Linked DNA regions of Mus musculus: region 1 is linked to region 2. A link is a contact called in public HiChIP or PLAC-seq data. All regions are on one chromosome and are shown on one strand. Each heading gives the region's core, a stretch centred on a gene start, on an enhancer-like site or on the middle of the called end of the contact. The rest is flanking DNA. Distances are from core to core; before and after follow the strand shown. Region 1 has its middle 30 kb from the start of Gm39268. Region 2 overlaps Banp (BTG3 associated nuclear protein).

Region 1 (5,705 bases), core at 3,063-5,562, 190 kb after region 2:
GGGCCAGGCAGTGGTAGTGCACACCTGTAATCCCAGCACTTGGGAGGCAGAGGCAGGTGGATTTCTGAGTTCAAGGCCAGCCTGGTCTACAGAGTGAGTTCCAAGACAGCCAGGGCTACACAGAGAAACCCTGTCTCAAGAACAAAACAAAAACAAAAACAGACAAACAACCCCCCCAAAAAAAACAAAAAACAAAAAACAAAAGAGCACTGACTATTCTTCCAGAGGTCCTGAGTTCAATTCCCAGCAACCAGATGGTGGCTCACAACCATCCCTAATGAGATCAGCTTCCTTCTTCTGGTGTACTTGAAAAGAAAAGCCAGGAGAGTCGGTGGCTAAATGGCTGGTTACATAGGAAAGAGAAGCTGGGGATGGGAAGCCCCTGGGCTGAAAAGGTTTAAGGTAGGCAGGGAGGAGCCAGGTACTGAGTGAACCTAGAGGTCAGGAGCCATTGTGGTATGCTAATAGATACCATGGGTAGCCTTTTGTCCCAGGTTTCTTAGAGACCTGACTCAGGGAGGGGTTGGTCTACTCTGGAAGAGCCTTTGAGAAATGGTAAGGCTCAGAATATAAGATGCTACCTGCCCGGTCATCACCTAACCCCCATGTCCTGAGGACCTCTTTGTGTCTCCCTATCGGGAGTTCCCTCAGGCAAGGCTGGCAGCTCCAAATCCCCTGGGCCAGGCTGAGTGGAGGAAGGCAAGGCCGGGACACCCTTGTTTGTTCAACTTTCCACATTAGGAAAATGTAACGAGCAGTAGACAGGGTGTGGACGCACTAAGCCTCATTCATGCAGATGGACCTGTTCCCAGGATGCTGCTGGTCCTGTGCAGGAGAGAGACTCAGACTGGCACTCAAGGGAGGTGACCTCTGGGACACAGAGCCCACCCCACCCTCCTCAGTTGGCTCCAGCTCACAGAAAGTGTTCCCTCAACCTGACTGAGCGTAGCGTTCCAGCAGACCAGCACCAGCGTATGTGAAAGGATGTGTCCTGATCCTTCTGTTCTCAAAGCTGAAGCCCCATCCCACCAGCCTTACCTCCTCCTGAGGGCGAGGCCACCGCTGTCATGACAGTCTCTGGTGAGCACTCAGCCTGGTGAGGGACACTTGCTCTGTCTCCTTGGATTGGGGAGGCCACGCTAGCTTTCTAGTACACAGGAAGTTAGCAGAGGAGAAGAGAGGCAGGTCAGGAACCTGGAATGGGGGTTAGGGGTAGGCGGCACGAGGCAAGCTTGAAGTGGGCCAAGGACAGAGAAGGTCAGTTGGCCCAGATTATTCCCAGGGAAAGAGAGCTGGGTAGCAGTGGGTAGAGGCCATGGAAGCGTGGGGCCTCTGGAGGCCTGTCTTGAGATTGTGACCCTTAGAGCCAGAAGCCAAACCCCCATGGGACTGCTGTGTATGGGATGGAGACCTCTGGCTTCTTAGGCAGCCTTTGCAGACAAGATCTCATGATTCCTTGCCAACTGGGTGCCAGCCCTGTTACCTTCCCCTTTTGAGAGGTCTTCGGGTTAATGGGGTCTTTGTCCGAGGCTCTAGGGTCCTACGACTCCCGAATTCAGTTTCCCTTTGCTGTTGGTAGGTCTTTAAGGAGCCCACCCTGTGAGAGAGGAGGGGCCCCCAGGGCTAGGCTCGTTCTTAGCAGCATCAGCCTGTGAAGGAGCTAGGTCTGAATGCTCAGGGGACAAGCCCCACCCAGCCTGTCTGCCTGACCCCATTTATACTTGAGTTGCCTGACCTGGGAAAGAAATTAGAACCTGACATCACCAATGCCCCCTCCTGTATTGGCATCTTGCTTGCCCTGGTGGAAGTCACTTCTTGTTCATCAAAGCCAGTTCTACTCTAGGAGCCTCTGGAGCTGGGCAGTGCTGCATGGACACTGGACTTGAGGTTGGCAGGACTAGGTTCAGACTTTGCCAACAAGCTGGTCATGCCAGCCGTCTGTCCAGTCATGTCGTGTAGACCATCAGAGACACCACTCCTCGTCCTCTCTCTTTCAAGTTTCTGGAACAAGTGCATACAGCCATGGGGTGTTCTAATGGTGTCTTCCCTCCTCTTGCTGCCATGAGACATTTGCCTGAAGCTGCAGGAGCTGGCCCTGAGTTGTATCCCCTCCCACACACATAGCTTCGTCTGCTTCATAGTGGCCCACAGCCCTATCTGATGCTGTCAGGCACCTATACTTTCGGGCAAGATCTTGAGAATGGATACAATGTTTCTACTTCGGTAGGCATCTTACCTGTGGGTAGAGTATGTCTATTCCTAAGTGCTTAGACTCACTAGCTCCAAGCCCAGTCGGAGGTGGGTGGGCACACCCTCCCCGGCCCCAAGCAAACACTGCTCTCAGGAAAAGCTGTTGCTGCTGCCTGGTACTGCCCCACTTCCTCTGCAAAGATGCTTAGCAGGGACAGGTAGGGGGCTTCTGACCCAAGCAGGAGGTTCCTAAGGACCCAAGTCACTCTGGGGCTACTGGGCACGTGCTCAGAGTCTCTTTCTAACCAATGACTGTTGGGAGCAGTTTAAGATTTTCCTGAAGAATCCTCGTAAAAAGTCACCCTGGGGTGTGAGCAGAGGCCTGGAAGGAAATAAGGCCACCTATTTGTGGCCACTTATCTGAGGCTAGGACAGTAAACCTGAAGGAATCCATACTGTCTCTACACACTGTCGCCCCTCCCACACCATGACTGAGTTCGCAGGGCCAGTGCCAGGAGCCCCGAACATCTGCAGATGGGAAATGACAAGAGGGGATAGCGGGGCCAGCAAGAGTGTTCTAGGGGCCCCTTTGACTCATGGTGACTGAGTCACCATTCACCCCAGGGAGCCATGAGCAGTTGTGAGCATCATGTTCCCACAGTCCTCCACGAAGCTCTGGGCTGTGCAGAGCAAGGCTCAGACATTGCTTCCAGTCTCTGTGGCATCTTCAGCGTCAGGAGCAGAGAAGCCAGGCCAGGGAGAAGGCTCGGTGTGTAAGGTGCTTGCCGTGAAAGCAGGAAGACCTGAGTTTGGTCCCCTTGAACCTGTGTGAGGGTCAGGTGTGGCAGTGCACATCTGTGAGGGTGGTCCAAAAACAGGCAGATCCTGGGGGCTTGCTGGCCAGACAGCCAACCAAAAGCAAAGCGCTCCAGGTTCGGGGAGACATGCTTGTTTCAGACAACAAACAAACAAAAAGCAGAGCTGGCTAAAGCAGGACATCTGAAGGCCACCTCTGTCTGTCACTTGCTCACATGTGGGTGCTGCACACATGGGCACACATGTGCACATACGTGTTTATACCTGGGTACACACATGTGCACATACGTATTTATACCTGGGTACACACATGTGCACATACGTGTTTATACCTGGGTACACACATGTGCGCATACGTGTTTATACCTGGGTACACACATGTGCACACACACACACAGAATGTTGAAGTCAAGGAACCACCAGGGGAGGTGCCAACCTGAAGCTCCCTCCCTGTCCTGCTGGTACCTTGTTCCCCCTCCCCCGAAGCATCTGTAGCTAGCAGCTATAAACTATGGAACTGGTTCCTGGACTCTGCCCTTCTGCTAAGATAGAAACTACAAGTTACGGGGCCAGCACACACCGTCCCAGCCGTGCCCCGACAGGGCTCCTGCTTGGATTTGGGTGTTAGCTCTGTTTCTCTGACTCAAATTCTGAGTTCAGGGATCCCGAAACCACACTCATGGACCACGATGGAGTGGGTGGTTTAGAAGCCCCCAGAACTCCTCACACTGTGAGGTAGTGTGAGCCATGTTGCGTACAGACATTGCCGAGAGAACACACCTGGGCACCAGTGCCTCCTGGTCCTTCTGTGGTTCAGTGCGTGCCTGGCACCCAGGGGTCCTCACTGGAGGATGTCTGCATGTCTAGGAAATAGGAGGGCATGCACACACACATGTGTACACAGGCTTGCACACCGTGCCCATCCTCACATGCACACAATGCCTATGCCCACACATGCAGTACATCCCTCACACTCCCGTACACACATTTCCAATACACACATGTACAAAGTCCCGTAGCTGGCTACCCTGCAGGAGCCCAACATGTAGAACCTGGATCCTGTCGTGGGCTTAAGGAGGAGTTCGAGGACATGCAACGTGAGCCTCCTGCCCAGTTGCCTGCATTACCAGGTGCTGCGTCCCATGCATGCACTCTGCATTCAGTGCCCCACCCTGTCCGGGAGGCACTGCATGAGGTGAGTCTCCTTTGCTGGCTAGGGACTTAAGGGACTGACAGCTCTGCCCGAGGCCCCTATTCACGGGGTCTGTAGACAGTGGGTGGCTCTAACATCCCACTTAGTTGAGTTGTCTAGGGTGTGACACACAGTGTTACTCAGTGGCTGTGAGCACCCACACCTCCATGCCATGTGGACAGAGACACCCAGGGTTTGCTTTTCTAAGTAGAGTTGAACAGGCTCTGCTTAAAGACATTTCCACTCCATCTCCACCTCAGCCAGAGCTCAAGGAGGTAAGGCAGTGAACTCTACAACATCTGTATTTAGCTGTAACTCAGTCTACAACATCTGTATTTAGCTGCTGTAACTCAGGCAGCATAAAACCCTCCTTCCAAAAGCAAACAGCCCAGTGGATATATTCAGAGCTGTCCAGCCGTCCTACTATCTCGGTCCATAGTGCCCCTTCCGCCCTGGAGAAGAATCCCCATAGCCCTTGCTGCACTCATGGTCGCTCCCCACCCCGCAGCTGCTAAGCTCCCCTCTGTCTCCATACATTTGTCTTTCCTGACATCTTATGTAACAGAACCAGGCAGCATGTGGTCTGGCTTCTTTCACTCAGCAAGCTTCAAAGTGCTGTGGCATGAGTCAGCTCCCCGTCTGTCCTTATGGCTGAGCGATGATGGCACTGCGTGAGAGACCGCACTGTGGAAGTTCTGACCAGTTCCCACTGTTGTTAGGAGTAAGAGACATTTGTGTAGGGGTTTCACTGTGGATGGAAGTTTCCATTTGTCCTGAGTATAAATCTATGGGTGCGATCACGGAGTCCCATGGCCACTCTGACTCCCACATGCTGAGGAATGGTCAGAGTGGTAGAGCAGGTAGCTCAGAAGTTGACTACTCCTGCCAGCAGCGCAGAGGAGTACAGATTCCCCGTACCATCGCTAAGCCATGACTATCTTCTCGCTAGCTGACCTTGTGGGTGTGAAACGGTTTCAATTTGCATTTTCTTGCACCTAATGATCCTCTTCACCCTTCTGAGCACTGACCAGCTGCCTTCTCCTCCTCGGAAGAAGTGTCCGTTCAGATCTGTCCTAACTACATTTCTGGTTGCTGTGACAAAATCCCTGGAATCGCCTCCCTCCTGTGCACGGCAGGTTTATTCTGGCTCATGGTACAAGGAAGGATAGGGTCGGCTGTGGTAAGGAAGTCATGGAGCAGCGTGTGGCAGGCGGCCACGTAGCATCTGCAGTCAGGAAGCCGGGACAGACAGGGAATAAGGCCAAACAGAAAACCTCAAGGACTGTGGGGGCTGGAGAGCTGGCTGAAAGGTTAAGAAGTTTCTCTTGCAGAGGGCCCAGGTTCAATTCTCAGCATCCACAAGGTGGCACATAACTGCAACTCCAGTCCCAGGGACTTAGATACCCTCCTGACCCCTGAGAATACCAGGCACATCCGTGGTGTACAGACATACATACAAGCAAAACATTCTCGCAAGCAAGCAAATAGACAGACAGACAGACAGACA
Region 2 (5,468 bases), core at 2,293-4,792:
TTCTCAAGACTCTGTGTGCTCTTTATCAAGGCGCAGCTAGGAGGAAACCTATAGACACTCTTACCCTTTCCAGTGGGCAAGGCTCACTAACACGTCCATGCCATGCATGGAGCAGTCCCCAGCCACCGAAGCAAAAATCATGAGCTGCTCCTGTGGCTGGCCAGCAAGTTCCATACGTAACATTCTCCAAGGACAGACAGATGCTTCTCTGGAGAGATCCCAGGAGGTGGCAGAGCAGGGCTTTTTCTGGGAAAGGGACATTTTTTGAACCTGTGCAGGGGACCACACTGCCCAGAGCTACGCAGGTGACATGTGGAATATGATGGCATCTGAAGGAGGCTTGCCTCTCACTCATGTGTGGGTTCAGGGTTGCTTGCTGGCATTGCTTTAGGTTCAGGCTACACAGATTTCATAGCTGGGGGCTATGTGTGCTCCCAAGAAACTTGTAGTTACTTCACAACATTGAGTGTATGGGGCTTATGTGTGTACACGGCTGTTTGGTGTGCTCGTGCGTTCCTACATGGTTTACTCTAGGAGCCGCTTCAGGAGCTGCTGAACAAGTGTGCAGTCTAGGGATGGCATGTGAGGGTGTGGCAGGAAGGGGCTGTCTCAGGCCAGAGCAGCTTAAGCCTCCTTCTGGAGGGCTCCTGAGAGGCCACCCCTCCTTCCCCGTCACCTCTCCCTGACAGACCACAGAGAACTAATGAGGAGCTGGAGTCCCATCTGTGAGATTCCCCCTTCCAGCAGCTCCTAGGTTTGTGTTTAACTAAGTCACTAGGAGGGTATTTCAGCCCAGGTACCCCAGAAGTCACACAGGAGAACGAGGAAGCATGTGGTCTGTGGCCATACACCTGTGACATAAAGGGAGGTAGTCCTGTCTTCAGAACATCCACGTTCTCAGGCGCCTGGAAATGGTTTCCTCATTTCCCATCCTAGATTGGTGACAAATATTCCCAGAAGCGTGTGTGTGTGTGTGTGTGTGTGTGTGTGTGTGTGTGTGAGAGAGAGAGAGAGAGAGAGAGAGAGAGAGAGAGAGACGCTCCAGCATATGTGCATTTTTCCCACTTACTCTCCGGTGTTTTCTGGTTACTGTGGAAGAGCTGTGGCTGATAGGATTGTATGGTACCAGGCCTTGGAAGCCATTTCCATCTTGTGCTGTGAGTGTGGCAAGTGTGTGTGCCCAAGGCAACACAGCCACAGAAGCAGGCAGAGATTGCATGGGTTACTTTGGATCCTTGTGGACACTCACTCTTAGTTTGTCACTTTAGGTGTCACCAGAGAGTAAGTAGAATGACTAAGAAACAAAAGTGAATGTCATGCTGGTACTTACACTTCCTGTTTAGTAAGGAGGTACCCTTTTCCTCTGGACAAGGACACTGGGTTTTCAGGTAATATAACTGGCTGCATCAAGTGGCGGTTCCTTTTAGCCCTGGCTCTTCACAGTAGTCCACACTAGACAACTCTGCCATGCTCTGAGTTGACATGAGGAGTGCAGTGGGAAGGAGCCTCTGAGAGCCATGTCCCGCTCGGTCACACCCTAGTCCTGCCTCCTGGGCGTTGCTGAACCTGGTGACTCTTGGGCCCTGGTCCATTCTCTCCTAGAATTTCTCCTCAAACCTAAGCCTCAAGGCCTCCTGTTGTGGTTGTGCACTCTTTAGAGAGCTGTGGGTGGCGCGGGAGCACGTTTCCCTTTGCTGCCCATGGGTTGGTTGGCTGCCCCACTCTAGAGGGCAGATGTGGAGTGACATGAGGAGGGTAGCTATGAGACCAGCATGCCGTCTCAGTTTTGGAGGGATGCGGTTGAAAGTCGCTGGGGAGCTGAGCTGGTTCAGTGGGTTAGCTCATGCCTCTGCAAGCACGGAGGTCTGAGATTAAATCCCTAACACTCTCATAAACAGCCAGGCATGGCAGTGCATGTCTCAGCAAGGGGACCGGGACAGGCAGATCCCACGCAGGCTTGCTGATTTACCAGCCTCGCTGAATGGACTAGGTTACTCTTCAGTGATAGACCTTGTCTGAAATGAATGAGGCAGTGGAGGAAAACTCCCGCTCCCTGCTCTGGACTCTGCACACAACTCCTATGCATGCAGTGCACACACGCACCCCACACATACACATCACACATTACACACCCAAGGGGAAAGTGAAGAGGATCCTGTTTCCATGTAAACCTGTTGCTGAGATGGCTTGCAGGTGCGTAGGACAGGAGGGTGCCTTAGCCTGTCCTGCCCACTCTGTTAAATGTTCACAGCCCACTCTGCCCAAATTATGCATTTGGGCCAACCAAGAATACCAACCAGCAGGAAGCTGGAGAAGCCCAGCTCCAGCTTAGCTGTTCTGGCCTGGGCTCCGCTTTCCGCTGCGGCCCCAGGAGCCGACCGTGTTAAATGATGCATGTGCTCTGACAATGAACGTTGTGGTTTTAAGGTCTTCTTTTTCTTGTGATTCTTTTGTTTCATAGCGTCGTCCCCCAGACTACAGTAATACTCAACAATGATCGGCAGAACGCCATTGTAGCCAAGATGGAAGACCCATTGAGCAACAGGGCACCGGATTCCCTGGAAAATATCATTAGCAAGTCAGTAGCCATCACCACCCCACCTCCCCTGCCACTGCCATGAGGATAAGTGAGCATTCCTGAGCCAGGGTTCAGTCTGAGCACATGTCCATGTCTGTAGTCACAGGGTCCATTCCGTTAGCAGCCACCATAGTTTTTAGGTCAGGAAGGGCCAGCCTGGTGCTTAGCAATGGTGGGGTGAGACAGTCCAAGGGGTGGGCAGCTGTGAGAACCGCTGGGCTGGATCTGGTTTGTGAAGAGGCTCGATAGTTAGTGCGTGTGGTCAGCTGACCACCCCATCTGCCTGCTCTGCGGTTGAGCCTCTCCTCAGTTGGCAAATGATGTACTTGTGTCGAGTTGTGACTTTTTCTCTCATCCCCATCTTTTGAGATGTGTTGAATGGAACTTCCATCAGAAATGAAAGTGTACAAGAGCCATGCCCCGTGGGGGCCTCTGCCCGTGGCTCTGTCACTGCCTCAGGAAAGCTTGGTCACCTTTAATTACTGGCAGTATTCTCACAGATTCCTGTCTTGCTTTTTTTCTCTGTGGGGTGTAGCTCCTTCCAGCTTTGTTCTGGCTTCTTGTCCTGGACCAGTTCTCTAGGCAACAGGAGGCCTAGGGCTGCTGTGTGTGCTGTGTGGAGTGCTGGAGGCCTGCCACTCTGTTGGGGCGAGGATGTGCCTCCTGGCCCGCACTGAGGCCACGGGTGTGGAGTGTTGAGGAGCCAGTTCACCGTGGGTAGTTCTGTGGGGTCAAGTTCAGGAAGGGCCTCCTGCCTCTGGGGCTGGCCGGAGTTTTAAGGCCCCTTTGACTTTGCTGATGGGAGCTAGAGCTTTGCTTCCTCTGTGCTGTGTAGTAGTCATGGTCCACAGTGTTAACAGTCATTCAGAAAACAAATCAGTCCTGGGCCTTTTGAGCACTTTCTGCTGCCAGCTGTTTGGCTGCTGCTGCACTTCAGGGCCTGCACCGAGAATGGCTCCCAGAGGACTCCTGGCATCCTCATGGCCTTGGAAGTTGATTCTAGGGTTTGTCTGTGGGAGTCATAGGGAGTGTGGAGGTGTTTTGGAGGCTGAGTCATCTTGGGTGTCTGACAGCGTGGGTGATGATGGATGGATGGAGATTCTCTGACACATGATGACCATTATGCATGTGAGGATGGCCTCTAAGATCTGGAAGCCGGATTCTAGGCTGAGTCTCAGGGAGTTGTGGTTTTACTTATTTCGTGCTGTTCATATTTTTAAGCAGTTGCTTTATATTATGTGTCTTCTTGGTCTCAGACTTTCTGTGTTACGTTGCTGCTCATCTCCATGGAGGGTGTGTGTGGGGACATACCGCATGTTGGGGGACCCACCTTGTACATTGGTCCATGCTCAGCTAGACACTGGGATAAGTCCACATAGCAGCGGGAGTCAGGGCTATCTCAGTGTACCACTCATGTCCTCTCACAGCCTGGGCTGCTGTGTTTGTTTCCCGCCAGCGCTGTTCCTGGGCGTCGGCAGAACACCATCGTGGTGAAAGTGCCTGGTCAGGACGACAGCCACAACGAAGATGGGGAGAGCGGGTCAGAGGCCAGTGACTCCGTGTCTAACTGTGGCCAGCCAGGAAGCCAGAACATTGGAAGCAACGTCACACTCATCACCCTGAACTCCGAAGGTGCGTTCCTAGGACTGTCATAGTTGTGTCTGTGTTGTTCTTCTGGAAGGGGTGTGGCTCACTGTTGGCAAGAAGGGGGTGTGGCTTACTGTTGACAGGAAGAGACAGTGATGAAGAGAGTTAAGCAGCTGGCATTCCACTGTGGCTGCCAGCACCTGTGCCCGTCTCCCTGCGCCTGTGCCTCTCTCAAGTTCCTGGCATGTCTGTGATGGGGTTGCCTTCTTGGATGGCCTGCTTCCTGAGGAAAAGTAGCTTTCATGACCATGCCCCTGAGGCCGCCACTGTCCTTGGCATTTCTCTGTAGGCTTCCAGAGGCCGTTGCTATGCTTAGGGTGTACAGTCTTCTTGGGTTGGGCTGCCTCTGTGTTGGAGATCTGCGAGTAGCCAGGAAGATCAATGCGGGGGCTGCCTTCCCTCGGCTCCTCCCCGGGATTTCCTGGGGTCCCCATGGTGGGGCAGGCTCTTCTTCCTTGAAGAGTCTGAAGTACCTCCTTGCTTCTAACTAATTTACAGGGATGTTTCGAGAAAGGAAGGAGCTCTGACTGACTGAGCTGTGTGCAAATCCCACGCATAGACTTTGTGTACCTGTGAGAGGCTTCTGTCTCCTCATCTAAATGACTGGGTTTTCCTATAAGCGCTTTTTTTTCCGATTTAATGAAGATTTTGCTCTTAGGTATGTTACTGTATCTGAAATTGCAGTGTTAGGAGTTGAAGCTAGGCACCACATACTGATGGTTTTACAGTTCACGGTCTAGCAGTTGCTAAAATGGAGATTGTCGTTCCCAAGAGTTTGTGTGCTAAGAGTTTGACCGCGGTCATGGCTCTGTTGCTCAGAGGTAAACCTTCCATGGGGTGAGCCACTGAGGCAGTTCCTGAGGAGGAGTGGGGCCCTGGCCCCATGTGGCCTTTCCTTTTGTGTCTCAGGTCCACGGGATGAATAGCCTCCTCTACCACAGGCTTCCTCCATGATGACTGGCTCCCACAGGGCCAGTGACCATGGACTGAGGAAAGCTTTCCTCCTTAGAAACTATCTGTCACAGTGACAGAAACAGGGTTAGTTTAGCCATGTTTATCCACCGTATTTGTCTAAATCTAGAAAGGTTTTTTTTTTTTTTACCACCCCCATAAGAATCCTCTGCCCAGTTAGTCACTCGCCACCCTCAGCAGCACTGTAGCTGTTGATGGTCTTGTGTGACGGAGAGTCTTCTGAGCACTGTGGCTCTCTAACGAGTGTGTGGAGACGATGGCATCATTATTA

Evidence for each region. HiChIP or PLAC-seq counts read pairs in DNA pulled down with a chosen protein or histone mark.
Region 1: a contact with region 2 is called in an H3K27ac HiChIP or PLAC-seq map of embryonic fibroblasts, with 4 times the contacts expected there. The contact joins two enhancer-like sites. A contact is called at or near these places in 2 of 484 Hi-C or Micro-C datasets (bone marrow-derived macrophages and embryonic fibroblasts), 2 of 115 datasets of contacts at active chromatin or transcription factors (embryonic fibroblasts and fibro-adipogenic progenitors) and 1 of 9 other capture datasets (adipose tissue).

The regions. Positions count from the first base shown.
Region 1 is chr8:122,176,784-122,182,488 of GRCm38.p6, forward strand. It overlaps a transcript of Zfp469 not described here. Among named protein-coding and RNA genes, the nearest start is that of Gm39268, 30 kb to the left of the region's middle. Within about 2 kb of position 4,313, at least 87 of the 459 cell types and tissues checked have an H3K27ac peak or open chromatin away from gene starts, as enhancers often do. A contact at or near this core is called in embryonic fibroblasts, where this site is marked.
Region 2 is chr8:121,987,494-121,992,961 of GRCm38.p6, forward strand. Banp (BTG3 associated nuclear protein) reads left to right here. Exons shown (of 14, transcript NM_016812.4): 5 at 2,462-2,578; 6 at 4,035-4,210. Among named protein-coding and RNA genes, the nearest start is that of Mir7237, 12 kb to the left of the region's middle. Within about 2 kb of position 3,543, at least 51 of the 459 cell types and tissues checked have an H3K27ac peak or open chromatin away from gene starts, as enhancers often do. A contact at or near this core is called in embryonic fibroblasts, where this site is marked.